Linked DNA regions of Mustela erminea: region 2 is linked to region 1. A link is a contact called in public Hi-C data. All regions are on one chromosome and are shown on one strand. Each heading gives the region's core, a stretch centred on a gene start, on an enhancer-like site or on the middle of the called end of the contact. The rest is flanking DNA. Distances are from core to core; before and after follow the strand shown. Region 1 holds the start of DYNC1H1 (cytoplasmic dynein 1 heavy chain 1). Region 2 holds the start of MOK (MAPK/MAK/MRK overlapping kinase).

What was found. Hi-C and Micro-C count contacts between places; a contact is called where the count stands out from the background.
Region 2: a Hi-C map of spleen shows a contact between it and region 1, with 4 times the contacts expected there. The contact joins the promoter of MOK here to the promoter of DYNC1H1 in region 1. A contact is called at or near these places in 2 of 3 Hi-C or Micro-C datasets (skeletal muscle and spleen).

The regions. Positions count from the first base shown.
Region 1 is chr5:143,848,305-143,851,796 of mMusErm1.Pri, forward strand. DYNC1H1 (cytoplasmic dynein 1 heavy chain 1) reads left to right here and starts at 1,552. Exons shown (of 78, transcript XM_032345314.1): 1 at 1,552-1,980. The coding sequence starts at 1,725.
Region 2 is chr5:144,112,073-144,115,402 of mMusErm1.Pri, forward strand. It overlaps MOK (MAPK/MAK/MRK overlapping kinase), which reads right to left and starts at 2,022. Exons shown (of 11, transcript XM_032345339.1): 1 at 1,788-2,022. The coding sequence starts at 1,794.

The DNA.
Region 1 (3,492 bases), core at 302-2,801:
GTCGCTGTGGGCTTCTGGGTCTCAAATGGTGTGTGGTCAATGCAGAGCTCACTAGCCTGCACCTAAAAGATTTCCCTCTTCGTCCCTGTCCCTAAGCCAAAGGACACAAAGCTGGGAGATTCCCAGCAGAGTGCTTAGCACTGAGTGAGCATCCGGTGTCAGCTCCTGGTGGGGCCGTTATTGTTCAAGGCCATTATGATCACTGCACAAACTCATTGCAGTTGCTTTACGTTTTTTCTCAGGGAAGCTCATTTAGATCTGTTTGGGCATATCACACAAAGGTGGACTGACGGAGGGCCGGAGGACGGGGTATTAACCTGCCCCCTCCTCCATGAGCTCCTTAAAGACAAGAATCATCTGATTAGTTTCTGTGTTCCAGCACACCCCCCGCCCCCAGGGCTTGGCATTGGGTAATTGAGCAAGGAGAAGCATACTGTATGTTTCCAAGTTTTCCAAAGATGATTTGGGGGAATCGAATCATCCCATCACCATCCTACCAATCGGGACTCAGCTCTGTGACTGTGCACTCTGTTACAAAAATAATGTCTTTGGCTTCCATTCCTCCACCCAATTTAAGAAGCAAGTTATGAGTTTGAATTTTCAAAGGCCAATTAATGCTCCTTAAAAGAAACTGTCATCACTAAACCAAGAATGTGGGCAGCCTGGACTCTCACCCTTATGTCTTCTCAGGCTAAGGGAGGAGATCTAGGTGGATGGGGGGTGTGGGGAGCTTTAGCTGGCAGGCATCTCCGCCCCAGAGGCGGAGGCCCATGGAATGACAGGGCCAGCCCTCGCTGCTAGGAGAGCATCACTGTTCTAGAAAGATGCTCACACCGAGGTCTCCCCCTAGGTCATCACGGCATCCCAGGGGGAATTATCTCATCATTAGCAGCCAGCATCTACATCTTGGCTTTACCCCACCGTTCAGGTGGGTGTCATCTCCTGGCTGTACCTGACACCGCCTCTGCAGAGATCCAGCCCCAACCTTCAGGCCCCCCTGTCTTTGTAAAGTCTAGTTCCTCCGCTGGGACTGTCCCCTTCCCCACCACCCTCTTTCCAAACTAGCAACGCGTCCAGCCCCCTCATGTCCTGTCCCTCTGAAAAACGTCCTCACTCTTCACGCGTATATCTAATAACACATAAGTCACCACTATGTTTTAGCACTCAACACATTGCAGTCATTCGTCCAACGCAATAATACAGGCTAAATGCTGAGAGCAATGTCGGTCACACGCTAACTGCTCCAAAAACACGTTAGCTCTCGTCACGAACGCCGTTCATTCATTCAATATTCACGGAGCGTCTCGGGCTCTGTGTCGCAGCTGTAGTCCCCGACCACCCTACGCCGCCCACGCGCCAAGTCAAGATCCCACCTTTAGGGTTTGCGCTGCGGGGGAAACGCGGGACCCGCCCAGCGCCGGGACTACAGATCCCAGAAGGCTGCGCGGCGGCGTCGCCGGGGGCCCGCACGCGCGCATGCGCAACGTCGTGACGCCGCGGCGGCGAGCGGGCGCTAGTGGCTGAGGCGGCGGGCCGCGGGCGGGGCGGGCCGGCGGGCGGCGGCCTTTAGGGCGGAGCCGGCGCCCGCTCCCTTCAGTCGGCCGCGGTTAGCGGACGGTCGACTTCGGGCGCCCGTTTCTCTTCGTTCGTCCGCTCGGCGCTCGCTCTCGTGCGGAGCCGCGGCCGCCTGCCCAGCGCTCCCTGCGGGTCCCGAGCGCGGCGCCATGTCGGAGCCGGGCGGCGGTGGCGGCGAGGACGGCTCGGCCGGCCTGGAGGTGTCGGCCGTCCAGAACGTGGCCGACGTGTCGGTCCTGCAGAAGCACCTGCGCAAGCTGGTGCCGCTGCTGCTGGAGGATGGCGGCGAGGCGCCGGCTGCGCTCGAGGCGGCGCTGGAGGAGAAGAGCGCCCTGGAGCAGATGCGCAAGTTCCTGTCGGACCCCCAGGTCCACACGGTCCTGGTGGAGCGCTCCACGCTCAAAGGTGCGGGGCCGGGGCCGGGGCCGGGCGGCCGGGGCCGGGGCTGGGGGAACGGGACGCCGGGACGCCGGACGCCGGACGCCGGGGCGGGAGCGGCCTCCGCGCTGCGGACGCCCTGCGGGGTGGGTCCCCGCGGCCGCCGGGCGAGGCCGGCGCCACACCCCCTGCCAGGCGGGAGTCCCGGGGGTGCCCCCTTCCGGGTCGCGGGGAACGGAGAGCGGGTGGCCCCGTCTTGCCGTCACGCAACACAATGGGCTCGCTTTGTCTGCTCGGGCCTCAAGATGGCCGAGTTGGGTGGAGACAGGGTCTCCCGGGCTGAGCGCGGGCGGAGGCCGCATCCCGGCCTCCAATGTCACATGAGCTTTTCGGTTTCGATTTGTGGCCGGGCCGGGCCGTCCTCGCGAGGGATGTGTCAGGGGCAGACCCGCGGAGCCGTGCGCGGCCTGGGTGTGGGGGTCGGAGCTGACGGGGGCCTGGCCGGCTCCCGAGCGTCCTGGCACTGCCCTGTGCGGACCCGGATGGGAGGCCCAGGGAGGGACAGACAGGGCCGACCGGGGCCGCGAGCAGAGCATCCCCGTTCCAGGTGGATGTGCGCTCCCAGGTCGGCCTCTAGGTCCTCACGGCGTCCTTGCCGTCTGGGTGTATCTCTCTCTCCGTCTGTCGCAGACAGGCTCCGCGGAGATGACTCGCCCCAAGTCAGCAGCTCATTGCGCTCCCTGGACTGGAATCAGCGTGTCGTGTCCAGTACACTGCTGGGTTTCGCTAACCATACCTTTGTGTTTCTGTAGTGCCTAGATGATCCTAATAGTGACCCTGTGATGTTTGAATTTCGTTTGTGGAGTTTTTATTGTTTTATCATTACTATTACTATTAAGATTTTATTTTTCTGTCAGAGCGGGCACAAGCAGGGGGAGCAGCCGGCAGGAGGAGAAGCAGATTCCCCGCTGAGGAGGGACCCCAATGCGGAGCTCGGTCCCAGGACCCTGGGATCATGACCTGAACAGAGGACACACACTTAGCCGACTGAGCCACCCAGGCACCCCTAGCTGACAGATATTTTAAAGAGGGAGACTCTGGTTAGGCACCTACACGGGGAGAGGAGGCAGAAGATTTGAACATCCCAGCAGTCTCCTCTAATAGTGACCTTCCCAAGCAAGGCTACATCCCTCTTGAGAACTGAGCTTGTCTTCAGGGAGAGTTCCTGGACTCCGCAGTACCACTTGGTAGTTGATGATGAGTGTATTTGACAGCGCAGAATGGGTGTGGCACTGGCCCGGGAACCCAGGGGGTGATGTTCAAGGAAATTTTACCCTTAGAACTAAGGGATTGGCCATTGTCCCAAGATGTTTGCCGTTGAGCTTCTGATAATCTCAAAACAAAACAGAACTGTAAAGTTCTGCCAATAAGGGGATTTATACTGTCTTACCCCCTCACACACACACTTTATTTCTTTCTGATAGTTTGTTTCTTTCAAAGGCTATTTCAGGAGATGCTTCATTGTAGCCTCTTGTTTCT
Region 2 (3,330 bases), core at 772-3,271, 260 kb after region 1:
CTGCCAAGTAAATAAATAAATTCTTTAAAAAAATAAAAATAAAAGGGGGGGGGTAAATACACATTTACATATGCTTCTATGTAAATATATAGATACACATTTATATATACAAACATACAAATGTAAAAGAAATCGTAAGAGTGGTTGCCTCTAGGAAAGGAGCAGGAAAGGTTTTGAGGCAAAGGTGAATAAATGGAATGATCAAATGATCAAACCTAACTTAAACAAAACTGAGACATGCTGACATCAGGCTGACATCAGACTCTAGATGGGACACACTGATAGGCACCCAACACCCCCTCTGACATAGTCCTGACCAAAATATTTAAGCTAATCATAAGGAAACAATCAGACAAATCCAAATCGAAAGATACATGGCCTGAATTCTTTAAAAAAGTCAAGAAAGACACATAAGGCAGGATGCTGTGCCAGATTAAAGGAGACCAAAGAGATATGACAACCAAATGCAATTTGTGATTTCTGATTGGATTCTGGAAAAATAAAAACACCTATAATGATATTACTGGGATAACTGGGAAAATTTGAAACATAGGCTGCATTTTGGACAACAATGCTATCCCAACACATTATTTGTACTGTGATTATGTAGGAGAACGTCCTTGTTCTTAGCAGATACTCGCTGAAAGCGGTGAAAGGCACTGGTGTCCACTACTAACTCTCAAAAATTAGGCGGAAGTAAATACTGTACGTGATTTAGAGAGCGCAAGTGAGCAAGCACACAAACAAAAGCCAAAACGTGCATCTAAGTGAAAGGTTTATAAATATTCAGTGGATCCTTCTTGCAACTTTAGATTCAAAAATTTTCAAAATAAAGAGCTGGGAAGGAAAAAAGGAACAGCGTAAAAAAAATATGTGTATACAAGTCCACACTACAAGTAAAAGTGTAAAGCCTTTTGTAGGCCTGTATTCTAAGTACAGCGTTGGGTGCATTAGTGAAAAAGATAAACATGTAAACAGTATCTACCAAAAGAAAATAAGAATGTCTTGTAAAGGGCGAATGAGATGAATTAATTATTTTAAATATCTTTGTTCCACAATTTGTGCCACAACCAATCACTAACTGATACTGCGCATTCAAGGCAAATTTTACATGGTAACTGTATCTAATAAAATTTAATCTTTCCACAGGGGAGGAAAAAAAAAATACTAGCCCATTCTAGTTGGATGCCTTTGAACTGCCCAATAGTCCACAGATCCAAGTAGAGGTAAATTTTGTACCCGTCACATATTTTCTAGGACGACCCTCTCCTTTCCCAACTTCCCAGCAACACTCACTTCACCAAAAGGTTGTCTCAAAGTCCCTATAAAAATAGTTCCCATAAAAACACAGTGTTTTACTGGTTCCCATATGAACGGCTCGATCCCAAAAACTAACAGCCCAGCTTTCCTCCCAGCTGTTCCCCGAACCGATGTCAGGAAAAAGCAGGAAGCCGCACAGTAACCGCTCACTACCTCACTGCCGAATGCGCAAGAATCTGGGTTTCAACCCAGCATTTTAAAACAACAACAACAACAACAACAACAACAACAACACCCTCACTTGTAACATAACCTAGTACTGAACTATGCGGGGGTGGGGGCGAGAGAGGGACTCGGGAGGGCGCTGGAACCCCCAGCGCCCCCACATCCACCCCGAACCCCGTGCGCACCCTCTTCGACCGCCCCGGGACGCTGGGGGTCCCCACCCGCGGCGGCCCCCGACCCCGGCCCTCCGAGGGGCCGCACAGGCGTGACGGGGCCCCCCAGCCCCTCCTGACCCCGCTCACTCTTCATCCTGGATACGGAAGCCGACGACAAGCCGTTGCCGACACCGGACGCAGAAGAAAGGGCCGGAAAGGACGGCCGCCTGCTGCCACTCCTCTGAAGCAGGGTCCGGAGCTAGGACCTCCGCGCCGGCCCGCGACAGAAAGCGTTAGGATACGGCCGCCATGTTGTGTCCCTGTCGCCCTAGCAACCGTCGGGCCCCGGACGCCTCGAGGCTGCCGCCCGCGCGTGCGCGAGACGCCACGGCCGCGTCCCTCGGCCCTAGGCGTACGCGTGCGCACTGCGACCCGCCTCCTCGGTCTGGTGCCTGAGCAACCGCCCCAGTCGCTTTTCCGGACGGCTCCCGGCCTTCGAGGAGTGCAGGGCGCCCTCCGGCATCGCTATCCCCGTCCGCCGTGCGAATTCAGCCATTTGAGACCTAATGCCAGAGCGACCGTGGAGCTTTAACTAGGCTGGGGACGCACTAGGTAACTGTCAGGCCATACCCGCTCGTCTGCCTGCCTTTGAGCCCCCGCGTGGCTGTTTCTGTTGGGACCGATGGAGTGTAAGACACCCGCAGTCTAACTGTGGGCTTACGTGGACTCTTTCTCCAGAAACTCTGTGCCCACACACAGAGCATCTACACAGGAATTTCCTTGCCCCTGACACTTGCCTGGACACAGGATATCTGCTAAGATCCGGGGAAAGATCAAAACATGACAACGTGCAATTTTTAATTCCTTCATGCGTCTCAGTCCCTCTCTCTTGTCCCTCCTTGAGGACATATTCTTCTCTGGAAGCCGGAAGCTTTCTCCTCTGTAAGCCACTGCAAGTGAGACCTGAATGCTTCCAGTGGTGGCTCAGCCTTTCTTACTTGTCCCCTACTGACCGGATCGCATCTTGGCCAGGGACAAAACACCTGCTCAGATGCGCTCTACCCTCAACCCTGCCTTCCTCCCTGTCCCCACGAGACACCTTGTGCACACCCTGCACACCCCTCCACCTTTTTCTACCCACCTCACCTCTTGCTGGACCCAGCCTCTTCCTTCCAGCCCCAGGGTGACCAAGTCTCCACAGTCGCCTGTCGTTTACAGGATAAGTCCCCATTTCTCACCCCATATACAATCTCCATCCACCCGAAATCTTCTGGCCCAACACTTTGCCCATCCCATCCTCCTCTGACGTCTTCCTGTCCGAAATCATTTTGGTTTAGAAAGTTATTTTTCCTTCCTCAAATAATGTTTTTAATATATTTAACGTACATTTAATTATTTTAATAACTATAAATTATAATTTTATAAATATATTACTTATTTAAATTATTGTATAAAATAGATATTTAATGTTTTGACTATCATGTTTAATATATAATGATATGTAAAATACAGTATGATGTATTATGTTCTTTTATAAATTTGGTAGCTATTCTGTGTCATGGTTGCACCATTCCCTATTTAATTGCTCCCCTACTGATGGATATCCAGGTTGTTTCTAATAGTTTGGTCTTTCGAACATTGCTGCGGTGATCAACCCTGTACATACATTATTTCCCGTATGTCCAAGTGT